Linked DNA regions of Oryctolagus cuniculus: region 1 is linked to region 2. Evidence: chromatin contacts called from public Hi-C data. All regions are on one chromosome and are shown on one strand. The core of a region is the stretch at or near the end of the contact, and the rest is flanking DNA. Distances in the headings are between cores, read along the strand shown.

What was found. Hi-C and Micro-C count contacts between places; a contact is called where the count stands out from the background.
Region 1: a contact with region 2 is called in a Hi-C map of an unstated tissue, with 2.2 times the contacts expected there. The contact joins the promoter of KLF6 here to the enhancer-like site in region 2. A contact is called at or near these places in 2 of 6 Hi-C or Micro-C datasets (psoas muscle and an unstated tissue).

Annotation. Positions count from the first base shown.
Region 1 is chr13:92,831,589-92,838,332 of mOryCun1.1, forward strand. KLF6 (KLF transcription factor 6) reads left to right here and starts at 4,927. Exons shown (of 4, transcript XM_002720810.5): 1 at 4,927-5,309. The coding sequence starts at 5,106.
Region 2 is chr13:92,688,197-92,695,393 of mOryCun1.1, forward strand. No RefSeq gene overlaps it. Among named protein-coding and RNA genes, the nearest start is that of KLF6, 140 kb to the right of the region's middle. Within about 2 kb of position 4,910, at least 4 of the 8 cell types and tissues checked have an H3K27ac peak or open chromatin away from gene starts, as enhancers often do.

The DNA of each region.
Region 1 (6,744 bases), core at 3,677-6,176, 140 kb after region 2:
TGTAGTAATTGACCTTCTTCATTCCGAAAAAATTCATAAAATTTCAGAAAAAAGCTAAAAAGGGAAAAGATGACTCGTGGTTTTTAACCTATACGCAAACAAGATAGCAAATATGAAAATTTTACACCGACATAGCACCTATCATTGAATGATTGAAAAGTACTTGAACAATTATATTTTATACAACAACCAAAAAAACAGATGAAAGGTTAACTGGTTTCCTTTAGGAGAAGCAATATATTGACAATGACACCAAAAACACAGCAAGGCAAAGCAAACTGACTTCTTGCCCAACAGGCATGGCATTTTCTGTCAGTATTATTAAGGGAGCAATATTGGGGTGATTCTCAGAACAAGATTTATAGGAGTCCTCTTAAGAGGCCCTCTTGAATTATCTAGAAGAACAGGAAAATTGTAAAGCACTCAAAACAAACACATCATCCATTAACATTTATATAAAAACTTGGTTTTAAAGTGCAACCTTTATTTTAAACAATGGTTTTGGTTTTACTTTTTTGTTTATTTTGTAAATGCAGCCAAAAGAGCTCTGTGATATGAAATGAATCATTGTGGCCTGGAAACATGAGAACAGAAGGAAAGAAAATGGAGGGTAGAAAAGAAAAGGTGGTGAGGGTGTGAGGAAATAGTTTCATTCAGGAGAGCAAAAAGGAGCCTGGGCCCACACTTCAGAGGGCGAAGTGACGGCATAGATGAGCAACTTGCCAGAGAAACTGAGGACCAAACCCACCGACTGGATTTGCTTTCTGTGACTGGGAGAGATGGGAACAGGAGAGCCAGAATCTTCAGTCCAGGGTAAGAGACATCAGCTTGTGTAGGGTTATTAGACAGCTCTTGGTCCAACATTGTCTCTGATTTGCAAAGTTGGTTTCATTTTCTTGTCTGCGCACTCCCTTCTGTTAAAAAGGCAGAGGACTATTAGAAAACAAATATGAAGAACAAACTTAGGAACGGAGAAATATTGACTACTACTTTAATTCATTGAACTCTACCATTTGTCATGAAAGGGGATATTTTAATACATTATCTCATCTAATCAAACCAAACTAATTTTTTTTATTTTTTAATAATTATTTTATTTCTTTGAAAGAGAGGTAGACACAGAAAGGGAGAGAAAGGTCTTCCTTTCCGTTGGTTCACTCCCCAAATGACTGCAATGGCCAGACCTGAGCCGATCTGAAGCCAGGAGCCAGGAGCCTCTTCCGGGTTTCCCATGTGGGTACAGGGGCCCAAGCACTTAGGCCATCTTCCACTGTGTTCCCAGGACACAGCAGAGAGCTGGATAGGAAGAGGAGCAGCCAGGATTCGAACTGGTGCCCATATGGAATGCTGGTGCTGCAGGCTGGGGCTTTAACCCCCTGCACCACAGTGCCTGCCCCCAACCTAATTTTAAGTTTTAAATCTCTGATTTAAGCAATATGACCAAGGTCAAAAGTAGCATGGATAGCTAGAATCCCATGCCACACTTTCTCTCAGTGAATGATTCTGATTTTCTGTGGCTCTTGCTCTGTTTTAAAACTCAGAATCCATTCGGGGCTGGCGCTATGGCACAGCAGGTTAATGCACTGGCCTGAAGCACCAGCATCCCATATGGGCGCAGGTTCGAGTCCCAGCTGCTCCACTTCCGCTGCAGCTCTCTGCTATGGCCTGGGAAAGCAGTAGAAGATGGCCCAAGTGCTTGGGCCCCTGCATCCTCATGGGAGACCCGGAAGAAACTCCTGGCTCCTGGCTCCTGGCTTCAGATCAGTGCAACTCCAGCCATTGTGGCCAATTGGGGAGTAAACCATCGGATGGAAGACCTCTCTCTCTCTCTGTGTGTTTCTCTTTCTCTCTCTCTCCTCTCTGTGTAAATCTGACTTTCGAATAAATAAATAAATCTTTAAAAAAAAAGAACCCATTCATATCTTTTGTCTTTAACACAGCTAATGATACTTTCCCACTGAAGAGTTATATGCTGTTTAGTAGTGGTAGTGCCTTAGTTGTTTTTAAGATTGATGTATTTGAAATGCAGACTTACAGTGAGGGAGGAAGTGAAAGAGAGTGTTAGTTTTCACCTGCTGGTTTACTCCCTAAATGGCCACAATATTCAGGGCTGGGCTGGGCAGAAGCCAGAAGCCTTGAATTCCATCAGGGTCTCCCATGTGGGTTCATAGGGGCCCAAGCACTTGGGTCATTTCTGGTGCCTTCCTAGGCAAAATTAGCAGGCAGTTAGATAGGATGGGGAACAACCCGGATTTGAACCTGCACTCATATGGGATGCCAGAGTGGTAGGCAGAGGCTTAACCCACTGTGCCACAGGGCTGCCCTGTGGTAAGACTTTTACTGTCTCCTGCCTGATCCTCACTCATAAGCATTGTAGAGACTTCTGCCTATTTTGTAAATTTATGTGTGTCAGTACCTGGCCTGGCTGCTAATGGACACAGCAGGATTCAGCCTACCTATTTGTCCTGTTTTTATACCTGATGATTTCTTTTCTGAAAATTAGGTTTTTCATTTTATCTGTATTACATCTAAAATTGTGTTCACGCTTGTAAGAATAAATGATACAATCTTGTAAGTATCAGGCACTGCATGTTTTAAAGATGAATTTACATTCTATAGCATTCTATGGTGATGGAATGTTAGATAAACTATTTTTTAAATGATTTATTTATTTGAAAGGCAAAGTTTACAGAGAACGATATAGAGAGAAAGAGAATCTTCCATCTGCTGGTTCACTCCCTAAAGGGTGCAGTTGCTGGAGCTGGTCCAGTCTGAAGCCATGGACCAGGAACAACTTCTGGGTCTCCCACATGGGTGCAGGGTCCCAGAGACTTTGGCCATCTTCTGGTGCTTTCCCAGACAGGAAATGGAACAGCTGGGACTTGAACCGATGCCTAAATGGGATGCCTGTATTACAGGCAGTGGCTTTGCCCGCTACGCCACAAAGCTGGCAGTCCCCGATAAACATCTTAAAACACTTGTTCTCCTTGACACCCAAAATGCATTGCACAGCAAGTTACTGATACCACTACGACTTCCTTGATTTAGGGGCTACCTTTTCCCTTCACCCAACTCTCCTCTATTTGTTCTGGAATGCCTGACCCTCCGTTGTTCATTTACTCTGATTCTTGATTCCTTTAATAATATTAGGACCAACACCACAAACTTGAGAAAACCTTCTCCCCAAATTACCATTTCCCACATACTACCAGCTGCTGGTGACTGAAGACTTTGCCCAAGCTGTGGATGGGTCAAGGCACAGGCATTTCCGTTCCTGGAAATAGACACAAGGCACATGTCCCTATGGAGGGCCAGTTCTGCCTCTGTCGCTGAATAAAGGCCAAGACCATCTGCATCTACTACACACAACAGGTACAATAAAGATACTTCTCTTAACTTTTGACTCACACAGTTCACTTTCTGGAATCTTACAGCCTCATAATCCTAAATCACTCGTCTTCCCAAATTTAATACACGAGATCTTCTAAAATTATTTTACATACACCTTTCTTCAGAAATATTTAAAAAAGGGTATTAATCACACTCTATTCTAAATTAGTGGTTATAATTGTTTTCTGTTTTGAATTTTAAAAATGCTTATTCTTCATGTTCCTGGAATTTTTCTTTAAGATGAACATAACAGTGTATTTTAGGAGATAATTTTTATTAAACACACACACACACACTGAATGAGAGTCTCAACCTAATTTGAATTGTTTACACATTCGTGGGAAAACCTAGTTGTTAACCTTGGTGAGGGTTCTTTGAGATTGCCTTCTGCAACATAAACAGATTTCTTCCAATCAGAAGTAAACACCGCATTTTCACAGAATGAGGGTTATTGTATGACAACAAACAAAAGGACGTTTAAGCTATACACGCCTGGTCCTCAAACTTCAGCTGGCACTACTGGGGGCTTATGAAAACACACGAGCAGGGTTGGAGACCTTAGACGCTGCGTTTCTAACAAGCAGAGGTAAGCTTCGCTCCACAGAATCTGAGCGCACTGGCTCCTCGATCCTTTTCCTGAACCTCAGGCTCAACCGATGTGTGCACCTGACGGTGCCCGCCGCCGGCCCCAGGGTGGGCAGCGCAGCGCAGGGACCCTCGGGTGGGGGCGGGCCCCAGGCTCCCCTCACGCAGGGTCCCGGGGGAGGGGGTGGAGGGTCGCCCACGACCCGTCCCCCAGGTCCCCGCCAGCCGACCCTGCGGTCCCCTCAGCAAACCTGCGCCCCGCGCGCCCCCTCCCCGGCTCCGTGCAGCAGTCCTGCGGAGCGGGACGCACAGAGGGACGGGCCGGAAGCCGGGACCCCGGGGGAGACAGGGACAGCCCGCGGAGGCCAGCGCGGCCCCGCGCGCTGCACAGGGAGGGGGACGGAGCACCAGCGCGAAAGGGACCGCGTGGGACGCCGCGGGTGTGAGAACGGAGGGGAACCGGACGCAGCTGAGTGGGACAAAGACGGACGGAGCGGCCGCCAGGGAGCAAGCTTGCGTAGGGTGCTTTGCCGGACCCGGCCGGGCCCGGCTAGGGTCACACCGACGGATACGCAGGGGCCCGGGCGGGCGCAGTCCGGCACGGTTCCCCCCAAAGCGGCTCCCTCAGCCCGGCTTCCCCGACCGCCGGCCGACGACGGCGCTCGGCCGCGCACCTCCCAGCACCGACTCCTCCGGCGCGCGACGGCCCGCGTCTTATATACCCTGCTAAAAATAGCCTGCGAGGCCGCCTTCCAATCAGAGAGGGCAGAGTTCGAATTGAGCCAATGAGGAGGGCTGTGATGGAGAGGCTCGGTCACGCCAGGCGGGGCCGCTGCGCGATGTCGCTCGCCATTGGCCGGAGCTGACATCATCTGCGCGCGGCCCTCGGACCGGGCGCGACCGGATTGGGCAGCGCGCGGGGCGGGCGCGCGGCGAGTCACGTGGGGGGAGGGGGAGTGGGGGGAGCCAGCCCGGGGAGGAGGGGGGAGGCTGGCAGAGGAGCTTTGAATAGGGAAGTTTTGCAGGGGTTACGTTTGCAGTCAGTCCGGTGTTTGCAAATATTGTGTGGGCTCCGCGCGCGCGCTGCGGGCTGCGGGAGGGTCCGGACCGGGGCGTCTGATTGAGTTTGCATGAAACTTTCACCTGCCCTGGCGGGGAGAGTTTCGGCTCCGACTCCAGAACGCACACCTCCCCGTGTTCCCGACAGCGGGGACTGTCTTTTCCAACCCGACATGGATGTGCTCCCAATGTGCAGTATCTTCCAGGAACTCCAGATTGTGCACGAAACGGGCTACTTCTCGGCTCTCCCGTCCCTGGAGGAATATTGGCAACAGGTAAATAGGGATTTTTTTCTCACGTGTCCAGGGCGCCGAGGAGGGAGTGCGTGGAGGCGCCAGGCAGGGTGGTGTGTGCTCGGAGGTGCAGCTTTGGATGAGGATGATTGCTGTGGTTCGAGTCATTTAAAAAAAAAAAAAACAAAAACAAAAAAACATGGAAATCCTGATCTCGGAGCGCCCTTCGGCACGCTCGGGGGTCGCTCTGCAGCGCGCCGCGGAGTTGACAGCCGAGCCGAGCGAGCCCGGCTCCGCGGTGCCCGGCGTGTTTTTTCCCTGCCACCCGAGCGTCTGGAGCATCCACCCCGGGGGAAACCCGAACTCCTCGGCCTGATCCCGGCCCGAGCCCTTGGCACGAGTCTGGCGTTTGTACCGGGTCCAAACTCCACAGCTGGACGTTGTCATATGAACGCACTCGCACGGACTGCCAAGGCATTTTTTTTTTAAGATTTTGTTTTTGTTTTGCTGTTTGGTGTGTATCCATACAGCTTTTTTTTTTTTTAATCTTAACATTTTTGACAACGAAACATAGATCTAGGGCATTTCCCATTTGTTTTCCTTGTTTGGAATTCTTAACATGAACCTAGCTCTGTCTTATTTTTCTTACTTGCTTCTCTTGTTGACCAGGAAAAAAAAAAAAAACTGTTTGCACACACCAGTGACTTGTCAGTCATATGACAGGCAGCCCTTCCTAATTGCCTCAAGTCTTAGTTTGGGAAGAAGAACCCCTGTTTCCGGCATTTTACTGGAACTGGAATGTGGGGCATTGGGAATTTTAGAAACTTAATTTTTTTTTTCTCCTTCTAAAAACCTCGGATTGCCTGAGGAGAGAGACTCCAACACTTGCCCCATTGTCTATAAAAAGATAGCAGGAGGGTCCCCGTGTTGTGTCTCTGCCCTGACGAGCTGTTTGCTTTTTGTCACAGAGTGAATTAGCTGATCAAATAGGTTCTGTGGGTTTCCAAGTCTAGAAAGCTTTTAAGAAGGATGAAATGCGAAGTGTTGCAGCCTTCCGATGCCTGCTTAATTGTTCCCGATCCTCTCCTGCCTTCCTCTCCCCCTCCCCCCTTTTTCCTCCTCAAAGACAGGACGTGATTGAAATTGATCTAAGTAGTTTCCTTCGGGCATTTGGGATTTGGGCAACTAGCCAGACTTGGCTCCTGGTGGCCTTCAGAGGCTTTTAAACTCTCTGAGAGCTTGGTTGAGGTCCCTGGTGCTCATCAGGATAATGGAGATTTTAAATTAGCCAGATTATGAAAGTTTAACAAGATCGCAATAAATGTGCTTTCCTGTGTCTTTGGAACATCAATAAAATAACATCGCCGCCTCTCTTTGGAACACTCTCGTATGCACTGTAACTCAGACATCTAATTTTAGGGGGAGAGAGAAAACAATGATTTTACCCCTTTGCTTGCTCATGCTTGCTGTTTTGATG
Region 2 (7,197 bases), core at 3,660-6,159:
GGTGCTAAGAATATAGCTAAGAAACTGTAGAAAACATCCAGGCTCTTATAAAATTGAACTCTAATTCCATTTACATTCTACTCAGTACAGAAGTAGATAAAGAAGCAAGGGGGTAATTGTAGATTCATTGTGAAGAAAAACCCCACAACTGTGTGACAGATGATGATACAAGGACACAGGTTTGGGGGACAGCGGTTGTGTTTTGTATATTTTTGGAGGTTTTGGGAGAGTTTGCTTTCACAACATTTAATTGGGAAGCAAACGTTTGGAGCAGCAGTGAAGGCAGCACTTGGGATGCCTGTATCCCATATCACAACAGCCAGGTTCAAATCCTGCTCCGCTTCCAATTCCAGCTTCCTGCTAGTGTGCACCCTCCAAGGCAGCAGATGATGGCTCAAGTACCCGGGTCCCTGCCACCCCGGTAAGGCTCCTAGATTCAGCCTGGTGTAGCCCCTTACCATTTAGGAAGTGAACCAGCAGACTGAAAATTAATATCATTCTTGCCGGCGCCGTGGCTCAATAGGCTAATCCTCCACCTAGCGGCACCGGCACACCGGGTTCTAGTCCCGGTCGGGGCACCGGATTCTGTCCCAGTTGCCCCTCTTCCAGGCCAGCTCTCTGCTGTGGTCAGAGAGTGCAGTGGAGGATGGTCCAAGTGCTTGGGCCCTGCACCCCATGGGAGACCAGGAGAAGCACCTGGCTTCTGCCTTCGGATCAGCGCGGTGCGCCGGCCGAAGCGCGCTGGCCGCGGCGGCCATTAGAGGGTGAACCAACGGCAAAAGGAAGACCTTTCTCTCTGTCTCTCTCTCTCACTGTCCACTCTGCCTGCCTGTCCAAAAAAAAAAAAAAAAAAAGTACTTAATCTCATTCTTTTTAAAAAATTTTAAAGTTTTTATTTTTTAATGTTAATTTTAATAGACTCAATTGATTTGTAGATACAATTCTTTTTTTTTTTTTTTTTTTTTTTTTTTTTTTTTTTTTTGACAGGCAGAGTGGACAGTGAGAGAGAGAGAGACAGAGAGAAAGGTCTTCCTTTTGCCGTTGGTTCACCCTCTAATGGCCGCCGCGGCCAGCGTGCTGCGGCCGGCGCACCGCGCTGATCCAATGGCAGGAGCCAGGAGCCAGGTGCTTCTCCTGGTCTCCCATGGGGTGCAGGGCCCAAGCACCTGGGCCATCCTCCACTGCACTCCCTGGCCACAGCAGAGAGCTGGCCTGGAAGAGGGGCAACCGGGACAGAATCCGGCGCCCCAACCGGGACTAGAACCCGGTGTGCCGGCACCGCTAGGCAGAGGATTAGCCTAGTGAGCCGCGGCGCCGGCCTGTAGATACAATTCTAAGACCCTAACAATTGTCCCTCCCTTCTCCCTCCCACCCTCCTTCCTTCCCCTTTCTTTCTTTTTTTTTTAGTTTTTGAGATAACTTATTTTAAAATTAAATTACAGTAAAAAGGTATAATACTTCACTGAATAAGCAAAAAGACCCTAGTTTAGTGGGAATAAAAACAGCTATAAACAATAATTGAATGGAAAAAATACCATTTCACCCATTAGCAGTGAATTTTAAAGTAGTCACAGATCATTAAAACTATAGTAGTGTAATATTCTTAACCATTTGTTTCACAAAGGTTTAAAATAAATTTTAACAAAGCTATATTTGCAGCTATACTATTATATCCAGACATTTCTTTTTCTCTCTTTTTTGTTTGGTTCTTAAATTTTAACTCACACATATAAGGGAGAACATGTGATATTCATACTCGCACATATAAGGGAGAACATGTGATATTTGACTTTCTGGATCTGGCTTATTTCCCTCAACAGGATGTTCTACAGTTGTGTCAGTTTTGCTGCAAATGGTAGACTGTCTTTCTTTTTCATAGCTAAATAATATTCCTTTGTGAAAATATAACATGGTTTCTTTATCTAGTCATCTGATTATGGACACCTTGGTTGGTTCCAAATTTTAGCTATTGTGAACAGTGCTGCTATAAACGTGGTGGCACAGGTATCTCTTTGATACATTGCATTCCAGACTTTTGGCTATAGACCTAGTAGTGGGATTGCTGGATCACACGGCAAGTGTATTTCTTGTTTTCTAAGAAATCTCCACACTGCTCTTCCACAGTGGCTGCACTAATTTACATTCCCACCCACAGTGTTTAAGTGTTCCTCATTCTCCACATCCTGGCCAGCATTTGCTACTCTCTGTGTTTTGAATTTTAGCAATCTGACAGGGCTGAGGTGATACCTCATTGTGGTTTTGACTTGCATTCCCTTGATGATTATTGATATTGAACATGTTTTCATATATTTGTTGCCATTTGTATTTCTTCTTTTGAGAGCTTCTGTTGAAGTCCTTTACCCATTCCTCAACTGGACTAGTTGGTGTTTTGTTGTTGCTGAGTTTAAGTTGGTGATATATTGGAGATATTAATCTTTTACATTGGTGATTTGTAAATATTTTTCCCATTCTACTGGATGTTTCTTCACTCTATTGATAATTTCCTTTTCTGTGAAAAGCTTCTGAGTTGTACATAGTGTCATTTGTTTAGTTTTGCTTTTGTTGCCTGTGTTCTAGGGATCTTATCTAAGAATCACTCCCCACACCAATGTCTTAGAGTGTTTCACCTGGGTTTTCTTCCAGCAACTTCAGTCTCAGGTCTTATATTTAGATCTTTGATCCATCTTGAGTTTATTTTTGTGTATAGTAAGAGGTATGGATCGAATTTAATTCTTCTACATGTATACCTTCAGTTTTGCCAGAATCATTTGTTGAAGATTATGTATGCTCTGGACACTTCTGTCAAAAAATCAGTTGGCTATATTTCCACAGATTAATTAATTAATTTCTGGGCTTTCTATCCTGTTCCATTGCTTTATGTGTCAGTTTTTATGCCAGTACCAAGCTGTTTTAATTACTATAGCTTTGAAGTATGCTTTGAAATCAGGTATTGTGATGTATCTGGTTTGGTTATTCTTGCTCAGGGGGTGAGCAACTGATGATGGAGTACTTTGGGAGATGTTTCTTGGAGCAAGTACAATCTGAAATGAGATATGAGCAGAGAGAAGGAGCCAGCCACATATGAGATAAGAAAGGATTTTCCCAGCAGAGGGAAACAGTAGAAGTTCTGAGTTGAGAAGTAACTTGAAACATTGAAGGAACAAAAAGAGTATTGGTATCTCTTGGGTCTGATAGCTTGACTGAGAAGTAGAGGGAGGAGATAATATTTAGGCAGAGGCAATGGCATCTACTGGTTCTTGATGCGCACAGTGAGAAATCTGAATTTTATTCCAAGGAAATGAGTTTTATTATGTAATAAAAGAGAGATATGATCTCCTTTAGATTTTACAAATAACACACAGGACACAGAGAATATTGATGTGGCTGGATATGTTTAAATTGATTTTTAAAAGAATATGTAGGTCTCCTATGTACTTATAACAGTGCATATGAACACATCACCAAAATTTAATAACTCAAAAAAAAAAAAAACCCTCAAAATTCCAAGGCTCCCTCCCCATCCCCAGTTGGGGAATAAGTTCTGGAAGAGCCACTGTGTGACAATAAGGCAGCCACTTCGAATTGGGTATGGCACTACTGAGCAGCAATGGCAAGGGAAATACATAAAATGCTAAATGCATCTGATGGGATTTCAGTAATCAAATATCATCGTTTGTACAGCCCTGCATTACAGAAGGGATACTTGATAGCTAGCCCGTTGCCCCTCCTGTTCCTGCAAGAGTTTTGTTCTTAGAGTAAATTTACATCCAGCCCCCTGGGGCCAGGTCCAGGCTTGTGTTTCACTTTTCATTATAAGCCATGTTTACCAAAGGTTTACAACTTGGCTGTAAGAAACCATTGGCACTGAAATTGGAAACTTGGCATGGACAGTTTGGCATAAACATTGCCCGGAAGCAGTTTTTCTATCTAAATCTGAGAAAAACAGGCTAGGTCATTTTCAAGTTATTTGTGTTATTCATGCATAAATAAAATGAAGTCTGACAGCTTCAAGCAGTTGTTTGCTTTTGCACTCCTCAAAAATAGAACTGATCCAAGAAAAGTAACATTTGGTAAACAAATACTCCGTGACAAACTGAAAAAAAATGAAGAAAAAAAGGAAGAGTGGAGTATCTTATTAAATAGAAAGGGAAAATGGAAGTATGTAACCAGTCACTTCATTTCAGAAAATAGGAATCAGGAAAGGTATTATTAGATGATTATACAAATTCCAGAGGAAAATTTAGAGAATCCCATGCATTCTGAATTAAAAGTGTGTAAACATGTGAAAGATACACTTCCAAATGAAATATTCTCTTAAAAACTCTGAGGTACACTTAACCAAACACACCAAGTAAGTAAATATACTATGTTAGGGCAAAAAAATAAACAAATTATTGTTAAAGATATGTTCTATGAGGAATGGGCTGGGGGAGAGAGAGAGAGAGAGAGAGGAGAGAAGAGAGAGGAGGGGAGAGGAGGGGAAAGGAGGGGAGAGGAGAGGAGAGGGGAGGGGAGGGGAGGAGAGGGGAGGGGAGGAGAGGGGAGGGGAGGGGAGGGGAGGACAGGAGAGGAGAGGGGAGGGGAGGAGAGGGGAGGGGAGGGGAGGGGAGGGGAGGAGAGGAGAGGAGAGGAGAGGAGAGGGGAGGGGAGGAGAGGGGAGGGGAGGGGAGGGGAGGGGAGGAGAGGAGAGGAGAGGAGAGGGGAGGGGAGGGGAGGGGAGGGGAGGAGAGGAGAGAGAAGAAAATCTGTGTCCTGAATTGAGTTTGGAAATTCAATTTGTGGGCTTTGAATTCCAACAGCCAGTAGCAGCTCTCTAAAGAGGGAAAGTGATGGTGTTGACTGCTCCCCCAAAGAACGCCTTTCTGGCAAATTTAAAAGTCAGTCTTGACGTCAAGTGACTCTTGACAACCCTCCTCATTGAGTCCTGTGAAGCGTGGGCAGAATGGACTTTCACTCTCGCAGCCCTATCGGGATGACTCAAGAGACGGGTTAGGGAGAAATAAAACCAAGCCAATGCAAACAGAAAGTAAAAATAAGTCAGAGAGGAAAGAATGTAGGATGTAGCACAATGCGGCAAGTCCGATAGGCTTGTATTCTAAAAACAAGCGCTGTTTATGGAAGGAATCATTTTCCTAGGCTTGTTGTTCAGTTGATGCTTTCAAATAGACTTCTAGCTGCTGTTTTTTTCTCCAATAAGATGCAGCTAGATTCATATGGTTGTTCTTGGCAAAAGTACTCTAGTCCTCTATTTATAAAGTATGTTTCGCCAGGCTGGATGCAGATTAATAGAATTCTATCGTTTGACAAGTGGAAGAATTTTCCACCTGAGGATTCTATCGGAATGACACCCTTTGGTCGTTATTGGTCCCAAAGGATCAGCTTGGTTCAATCCCAGGTAGCAATTCACGTTAAAAAGATTCCCCTGACACAGTTCAAAGCGAGTGGCTCTCTGGAACAATCCATGTCACTTTCTTCAGGAACGGAGAGCCCTGGCATTTGCAGCTGCAGAGAGAGTCTGACATCATTTGTTTACCCTAATATCAAGATTGTTCCCATAGCGATGTCATGGCATTTAGAATTCCAGTTTATTGCGTGATTTATAGATAAGTTTTTACATCAGAGAGAGATCATCCTCCACATTGAGAAATATTAATAAACATACAGAGTAATTTAATTGAGATGATTCTTTGCATAAGCAGAAGTAAAAGATCTAGGGAGCATTATTTGTAACTCATAAGCCAAATATAGCCTAGAATTGATTCTGTTATATTCATAAGTATTTATATCAAGTAGTGTAGACAGAGAGAACGGTCTTCTGTTTGTTGTTTTTAATAGACTGGGGGAAAATGTTTGCAGGGTAAAATAAAATTTATGCCATTGAGTATACACACATGAGTTATTTTGAAATACTATATGCTTGTCCCCTATCTATTTGGCATGTTCCCAATGAAAAAGGACTATTTGGAGACCATGATTAGAAAAAGTGGAAAACTTCAGAAGCAACTACTTACAGACTTCGGGTTTTTTGGGGGCTAATAGAGCAGTCCAATGGGGAGGGCGGCCCTGAGGCGGAAGCACAGCTTATAAAATTATTCCAACTTCTAGTACACAACCTTATTATACAACTGGGGAAGAGTACTATACTTGTGTTTGTCATTTCGACTCAGAGAAAAACAGAAAGGGCTGAAGCATGACATCTGTGAAAACAGCATGTACAACTTCAGCTCGTTCTACTTCCCACTGAAGGTGTGGCGCCGACGGTCCTTTGCCACCTTGTCGTTGTGCAACTGTGCATCCTTTGTGCTGAAATCCAGAGTATGGGAACCACAGATTTGACAGAAAATTGGGCTGGCCTGGTGATCCATGTTCCAAAGGGACTCGGTGGATCATTTCTTATTTCTTTAGTGCTACATAGTACCTCTTGGGAAATGAAAGAGAAAGCTAACCGCTGTGTTAATTCTTGGAACTGTGAAGAGAACGCGGAGGAGAAGTGGGACAGTGGAAGTTGCTTAGGTTTCAGAATTAGAAAACTCTGGGTTCATTTTCAGCCTTTGTACTTACAAGATTTGTGATCTGGGGCAACTGACTTAACCCATCAGACCCCGCAAGAAGCTCCACCAAAAAATAAGGCCACCCTGTCTACCTCTGCACATGTCATGCAATGCCTGGAGCCTAGAAGAAATTAGCCATGATTCTCTTTTCTCTTTCAGCACATGTATAATTATACTCCTTCAGCAAAATCAGCAGCCTCTACCTCTAAATTTATCCTGACTCTGCCCTGCACTGTTCACGTCTTCTTCCCAGTCACAGTCATAGTTTTCCTGATCTATGTTCACCCACTCCTAAGTATTCTCCCTGCTTCCTGTCTTCCCTACCATCCACTCTGCACATCATCCGCGTGATCCTACAGAAGCAACCTATCACTTTACTCTCTGCTTACGGCCTTGCAATGGCTTTATAACATTCTTTAAATAGGAGTTAGCAAATGCCTAAGTCACACCTGACCCCCACCTGGTTCTGACCTCTTGTCACATCCTCTCTGCTCTTTCCCCTCAACCCATTCTGTCTCCATCCTCACCCCAAGATTATCATTCATACATATTCCCCTGTCTGGAGCACTTGCCACAAAACTTCCATTGCTTTACACTTTCTGATCTTCCTCATTGTGTAAAATCTCTCCTCTTTGGCAATTTCCTG